Regions from separate parts of the Sus scrofa genome. Here region 2 is linked to region 1. A link is a contact called in public Hi-C data. All regions are on one chromosome and are shown on one strand. The core of a region is the stretch at or near the end of the contact, and the rest is flanking DNA. Distances in the headings are between cores, read along the strand shown.

What was found. Hi-C and Micro-C count contacts between places; a contact is called where the count stands out from the background.
Region 2: a contact with region 1 is called in a Hi-C map of fetal heart ventricle, with 5 times the contacts expected there. The contact joins two enhancer-like sites. A contact is called at or near these places in 2 of 47 Hi-C or Micro-C datasets (fetal heart ventricle and omental adipose tissue).

Annotation. Positions count from the first base shown.
Region 1 is chr6:107,311,216-107,314,950 of Sscrofa11.1, forward strand. GATA6 (GATA binding protein 6) reads left to right here. Exons shown (of 6, transcript NM_214328.2): 6 at 2,012-3,429. The coding sequence ends at 2,179. Among named protein-coding and RNA genes, the nearest start is that of GATA6, 29 kb to the left of the region's middle. Within about 2 kb of position 2,031, at least 5 of the 83 cell types and tissues checked have an H3K27ac peak or open chromatin away from gene starts, as enhancers often do. A contact at or near this core is called in omental adipose tissue, where this site is marked.
Region 2 is chr6:107,574,893-107,578,627 of Sscrofa11.1, forward strand. No RefSeq gene overlaps it. Among named protein-coding and RNA genes, the nearest start is that of GATA6, 290 kb to the left of the region's middle. Within about 2 kb of position 1,914, at least 21 of the 83 cell types and tissues checked have an H3K27ac peak or open chromatin away from gene starts, as enhancers often do. A contact at or near this core is called in omental adipose tissue, where this site is marked.

The sequences.
Region 1 (3,735 bases), core at 781-3,280:
CTCTGCTGTCTCAGGGCTTCTGGCCATTTTCGTCAGGGGTGGGGGGGTTGCTTCCTGGGGCAGTCCAGGCCCCCTCTCCATTTCAGGAAATAGCCCTTGCTGTGGTAAAGTCCAATTTAGTCAGATAAATGCAGATGTGCTTTTTACTGGAAGTAGGTAGATGAATAGATGGCTGGTGTGAAGCAGCAGTTTTAAGGGAGCTCACTCTGTCACTCTTTTCTGAAAGACTCTTTCTAATGGAATATTATCCTTTTGTTTATTTCTTTGGGAGTTAAATCTAGATCCATGCTAGAGTTCCCTGGAGGCTCGGCAGTTTAAGGATCTGGTGTTGTCACTGCTGTGGCTCAGGTCACTGCCATGGGGTACATTCACTCCCTGGCCCTCGAACTTCTGCCTCCCGCCCCAAAAAAGACCCATGCTGAGTTTGCTTATAGCAGTGGTTCTGAGCTAAATGTAATCACCACCTGTAATGAAATTCATAGCTTTAGTGGGACGGGATCAGTTCATCAGTTTCAGAATTTTCACAAGGATCGATTTTAAATTTTAGACAAGTCAATGAGCTTGTGAAACTTGCTTTTTAGGCACCCAGAGCCTCGATGTGTCTTTAAGTTTGTGTTATGTAAAAGGAGGTGTGAGTTGGCAGGGGGAGATGGGCACTGTTGTCATGGGATTTTCACAAACCTTTCATTTTTGCTGGGAAGTGGGAGGATTGGTCACCTGTGGAGTGACCAGATTTGGTCTGTCCAGCTGGCAGGAAGTTGGGGTGGGGCAGACACGAGTTCCATGGTCAGAGCTCCTGAAATCCTGTCTCCCAGACAAACACGGTTATTGTGAGGATTAGAGAGAAAACCAGATCTTCTCTGGGAATGGGTAGGGCCACGTTTACTTCCAGGACCCCAAGCGGAGCCACGGGGGCTCTGGGAACCTTCCATTCGCCTTGCTCTGTGTCTGGTGCCCAGTGTTTCTCTGAAGTGGATGTAACATCAATTTGGCCAGACAGCTGGATGTTTTAAGGATTTCATGGGATTGTGTATGTAAAAAAGGAATGCTTTGAAAAGTTCAAAATGTTCTACCTGCATCAAAAAACAAGTGTCTGGTAGTTTATGGAATGGAACCCTGAAAGCTGGGAAGAAATAATTGGCTTCAGAGCTTGTAGAAGGAAAAAAAAGCATGATTACAATTTGTGATTATGGCTAGATTTAAAAAAAAAAAGTCAAGTGCAACTGTTTTCTCAAATCGTAGTCTAAACATGATTTTAGTTATTTTGGTTTGATTCTACTAAATTATATCATGTTTGCTTTTTGGTCTTGCTTATTTGGATGGATGGAAGGAATAAATGAAACAAGAGAAAGGTGACCTTTGCGTTAAGAAATAATTGCCACGATTATGACAGATAGGGGATATTAGCATTTTCTTTATCATGTGGTCTGCTTCAAACATGGCCCATTCTTCTTGGAACGAATTAAAGTCCATGTATGCATGGGTTAATTTTCCATGAAGTCAGTGCTCAAAAATTTCATTTATCAGGCCTTGCTGAACTGTGTATCTTTCCTTCTTAGACTTTGATAGAACGGCTGAGCCCAGTGGTTCTGCTGTGTGTGTGTGTGTGTGTGTGTGTGTGTGTGTATGTGTGGTGTTCTGCATTTTCTCTTGCAATGATTAGATTGTGTGGGCATCCTTAAGGCCTGTTTACCTACGTGGTGTGGTTTCAGTGTCAGATCTGAGAGTTTGGCACTTTGTGCAAATGGGTTTCCTCCAGTTCTCCTTTCCTACCCTTGTCCAACTGCTCGTCTTGCCGGGTGGTTCCTACCCTGAGTGAATGATGTGAACAGGAGGTGTTTTCTGAGAGCTGAACCCGCCAGTGTTAGGACCGTGTTACCACAGCACCTGGCGAGCAACTCTGCTGGCCTCACCATCGGCGCACTTGTGCCCATGTGTTTACCTAGGGGAGCCAAATGACACATTTATGGTAACTGTCTCTTCCCTTCTCTCCATCCCCCTCTTCCACCAGGCAGGCGCCTCGGTGATGTCTGGCACGGGGGAGAGCGCTAATCCCGAGAACAGCGAGCTCAAATACTCAGGTCAAGACGGGCTGTACATAGGTGTCAGCCTGGCCTCGCCGGCTGAAGTCACCTCCTCGGTGAGACAGGATTCCTGGTGCGCCCTGGCCCTGGCCTGAGCCGGCCTCGGGGAGCGGGAGGCCACCGAGGCCCCCATGACCTTCACCGATCTCCTTGTCATGCAGTCCAGACTGGGCCGAGGATGCTGATGGGACATTTTCCTCTGACACATGATTTCTGTGCCTTTATTTGAAAGAGAAGAATCTCCCAAGAGGCTCGCTCTGTCTTACCACCCAGGCCCCGTCTTGGAGACCCAGAGAGAAGATGGAACTCATCCCCGGGGAGGGCCGCCGTGGCGTCCACAGTATGCCGCCACCTCCCCGGCCACAGCCACGGCCACTTGCAGGCAGCCTGCCTCTGGGTGGACCAGAGATGTCCAGCGTGCCACTTCCAGAAACCGGGACTAAGACCGGGGCCATGCCCGCTAAGGAATATTGAGAGAGATTTTTAAAACAAGGGTTTTATGCGTATTGCCCCAAATCATGTGCTTCTTCTGATCAGCTTTGGTTATTCCCGAATTTCTCCGTACCTTTTCCATGCCCCAGATTCCACGTGCGTTTATGGAGAAGACCATTCGTTTGGTACACACCTCTGGAGGCTGAGTCGGTTCAAGAGCGCTCTTGTCAAAAGTATCACCCAGTTTGCAGGACTGCACCGTAACTGTAACATACACTGTGACTGACGTTTTTTCCAAGTTCACATTGTGTGACTGACCCGAAGTCAGTCTGAATTTGTAAACAGGGTAGCAAACAAGATATTTTTCTTCCATGTATACAATAATTTTTTTAAAAAGTGCAATTTGCGTTGCAGCAATCAGTGTTAAATCATTTGCATAAGATTTAACAACATTTTTTATAATGAATGTAGACATTTTAACTTAATGGTACTTAAATAATTTAAAAGAAAAAAATGTAAACTTAGACATTCTTATGCTTCTTTTACAACTACATCCCATTTTTATATTTCCAATGGTGAAAAGAAAAATATTTCAAGAACAAATCTTCTCTCAGGTAAATTGCCTTTATCCATTTGTTAAGAATTTTGTACAAGAACACCAGGATCTCCCCTTTATTTTACTGTGGAACATGTGCTGGAAAAATGGCAACAAAACTTTACTACCTAACAGATAACATTTGTAAATACTCTAGGCATCTGTACACACTATGATGACGTCTTTATAGTGTGACTAACCCACAAGCAGGTTGGTTTACGTTAATTTTTTTTTTTTAATGGGATGTCATATGGAAACCTGTTTCACCAGAGTTTTAAAAATAAAAAGGGTTTTTTTTTTTGTCTTCTGTACAGTGAATTCCTTCCCTTATAGTTTCATTTTGATACTGTATGTGGCAATAGTTATTCATATAAAATAAGTGCATGTGATGTTTGCAAATTGCCTTACGGCTTTCCTTTCAATGAAATGTCCTTTTGGAGCTGTTTGATACCCTGATTCATTTGAAGTTGGCACGTGGAGCCAGGTTACGACTTTCAGTTTGCATTGGGGACAATTTATAAGTGAAAAGGACCCAGTATTATATGATATTATCTGCAATTATAAGCATTCTATTTAAGACGAATCCTTAAAAAACATTTAAAAAAAGTCCAGAGTTTCTTTCCC
Region 2 (3,735 bases), core at 664-3,163, 260 kb after region 1:
GGAGGGCTTGGTTGGCGCATGATTGACACTAAGACAATTGCCAGTGCTTCATACAGGAAAGCATGTTTGATGAAAGTTTCGGCTGGTCCCCGATAGCCACTGAGATGCTGCAGTGTGAGAGATGGCATCTGATTTAGCATCCTTCGTAATGAAGGAGAAAGAAAACTTGCTCCATCAGCGCTACAAAGCATGTTTAGCCTCTTAATTTGGCTTATCGTCATCTTACATCCAGCACACATGGCCTTGTTCATACTCACACATACCTACTTCACATTCTCCTTTTACACTTACACTCATCCTAGGGTTTCTTAGTGTTTCCCCTAAGAGTGAGAACGGTTGTGAAATTTCTGACTTGTAACATTAGGGACAAGCAGACATCTGCCTGTCAAGCCCTTTGGCCGAGACCCCATGGCTCCCCCTGGCAGCCCCAGACGCCTTTCCACACAGTCTTTCTCCAAGAGTTCCCTTGCATACCACATGCATGTTCTATTTATATGTTTCTTTGTCCTGAACAAGATTTGGCCCCATTGTGTGGGAGCAACACCAGAAAAGAAAATAAAATCCATCCACTGAGAGAAAATGGATATTGTGGGAGCTTGGAGAAATTTACATACTTTGCTCATTCCATTTTCTGGTGATGTCAGAGCCAAAGAATATCCCTTTTAAAAAATCACACACACATTAAAAAATGCTGGTCTCCCCAGCTCTGTCCATCACTCGGACTGTCATGCAAAGGAGAAATGTAAATACTCCCTTGCCTGCTCCCCCCAGGCCCCCGCTTCTATTTCCCTCACCAACCCCCTAAAGAACCTAACAAATTAGTCCAGACTCCATTTGGATGGAATTAAGGGCCTGTCTGCAAAAGGGTGAGGGGTATTAATGGACAGGGGTTGGGGGGGGGATGGGAAGAGTAGTGGGAATGCGGACCGTGAGTCTGGGTGACCGGCTCCAGCGTTTTATGAAGACAGAGAGAAGGGCTGGCTGACACTTTACAGATTGGGTGTAACGTTCAGGGAATTTGGCATTTCTGCCACAGGGCTCCGGCCGCCCTGCTAACCGCTTTCCTTCTCCCTGCTGGTAAAAGTGCAGGAGAAAAGGGTTAAATAAATGTTTGTGATATGATAAGGTGCTTGTTTATTCAAGGAATGACAGATTATTGGCTCCAAAGGCAGCCCTGAAAAATAGTACAAAGGAACTGGCTCTCCCCTCGCGATGATGTGATTTCCTTCTAAGATTCTGCTCTTTCCTAGGAACAATTTGCCCTGGGAATGAAGAACGATGCCTTTCCTGCAGTGGGAGATGGACGGTCTTGGTGCAGAGGGTTGGAGCCCCAGAAGCTGGCTGGGAACTGGGATGGCTGGTGCTGGGGAAGCTTCTCTCTGTCCTGGTGCAGGCCCAGCTTCCCCCTGAGCCCAGGAGGGAAAGGATTTACCTGCTCGGGAGGAGGACTTCTTCCTTAGGACATCCAGTGTGCAAGATCTTCCTCCAGACACAGACCGCTGTGTCCATCCCATAGCCATCCTAGCACCCTGCAAATGTGTGACTGCACACACATTCGAATATTTATAGGCAAACACACCCTCCATACGTGAGCTTTCTCCTGTGGGCTCCAGCTATTTCCTAGCTGGTCCCAGAGGAGAATTCAGATCCAGATGCCACAACAATGAGACATTCCCCTAATGTCTGCGCACTTTTCTCGGGGGAGGAAACACCAGCGCCTGCCAACCCCGAAAATCACAGGCAGGCCTGGCCTGGGGCCCTGGAGGCACAGACCCTCCATCCAGTGCTGCCTGAGCTGGGCAGGCCTCACTGTGCCCTGGGCACTGATCATTCTGCCCTGCTTCTAGATGCTGCCCAGAGCCGGTTCCTGCCCACAGAGAAAGCATTCTGCTCCTCGCAGCCTCCCACCAGAACTCCCCCTGCACACACACCCTGTGCCTGGCATGCTACAGAGAGCTTGTTCGCATACTTGCTGAGTAGAAGGGTTAGGACAAGATGTTTGGCATAGTTCTCATTTGAAAAGAACTCGGTGCCAAAGTCAAACACCAGGGGAAAAAAAGTTGTGATTGAACTGCTGTTTTTCCAGGATCCTGGGAACTACTGTGTGAGTCTTACAATAGGCCGCCGCCTTATCAGCCAAGGTGCTTGTCTGTAGGACGTAAGGCACCAGCCTGGGGAACCCACTGCCCTTCGGACACGATGACTAAGGCTGACTGTGGGGCGTTATCACATCTCCACGTTTGGGCTATTTTTATGATTGCGTTCAGTACTAATAGGGCTTGTGGAGTGTACACAGCCATGTGCTCATTCTTGAACTACACAAGATAAGATCCCTGTCCCAGGGAGCTTACTGCCTGACTTTTGCAAAAACCAGATGGCAGAAAATGGTTTCCCTCTGCCCATCAGCAATGATTGAGGGGGTGGAGATGAGAAGGGGTGCAGTCAATTCATAACTCTCCCAGGGTGGGACCTCTGCTTTGGCATTTATCCCATGTGACGTTTTAATCATGGACTGTCTTTCCCCCATCATCTGCTGCTCCATAAGCTGCATCTCCCAGGGACGCTGAGGATTTAAGCTAATTTGAATATCAGCTTAATTAAAGCATCGTTAGATACATAAAGATGCCTCTCGGGAGTTCCCTATGTGGCCCAGCGGTTAACCTGACTAGGATCCATGAGGTTATGGGTTTGATCCCTGGCCTCGCTCAGTGGGTTAGGGGTCCAGCATTGCCGTGAGCTGTAGTATAGGTCCAAGACATGGCTCAGATCCCTGTTGCTGTGGCTGTGGCATAGGCCAGCAGCCGTAGCTCCAATTCAACCCCTAGCGTGGGAACTTCCATATGTCATGGGTGCAGCCCTAAAAAGCAAACAAACAAACAAAAAAACTCAACACATATTACATGCATACACACTCACAAATATATCATGGATTCTGAAATTAGCTGAAATGGTTTTTAGTCTGCAGCAGGGCTATCAGAAAGTATAGATTTGAGCTTCATTGTTAGTCATGCTGTGCTGCTGGATCAGTAAGGACCCACCAGGACACCTTATCAGGTGATTTCTGTCTCCAGGACAACTTCTGTCTCAGTCTGCCCCCAGCTGTGAAAGGCAGCAGAGCAGGGGCAAAGGGCTACCTGGATCCACACACCAGCACCACTGTCCCCAGAAGAACTTCCTTGCCTGTGACCTTGAATTTCAGGATAGTCCCCTAACTCATCAAGGCATTTGCAACTGCTTCAGTTTTCCTGAAGAACAAAAATACATTTTATGTCCACAGGGGAATAGTCTTATGAAGGGTACATGCCCTGGGGCCTCTGCAGATCCCTGTGAGAGGCCTCTAGAATCTTTCCCATTATTGGCAAAGGAGGAAACTCACTCCTCTATGCCAGAGTTTTCAATTTATGTAGTATTGACATTTTGGACCAGAATATTCTTTATGGCAGGGGTTGTCCTATGCATTGTAAGATGTTTAGCAGCAGCCCTGGCCTCTACTCACTGGATGCAAGCTGTACCCTTCCAATCATGACAGTCAAAATTATCTTCAGACATCACCACATGTCCTGTGGGGGTTAAGGTCATCCCTGGTTGAGACCCTCTGGCCTATCCAAACTTGGTGAGGTGTTGGCAAATCATGACCTCTGGGCAAAATCTGGCTTGCAACCCATTTTTGCAAGGCTTATGTAGGAATGGTTCTTACATTTGTAAAGAATTGCTAAAAAAAAAATCAAACAGGCG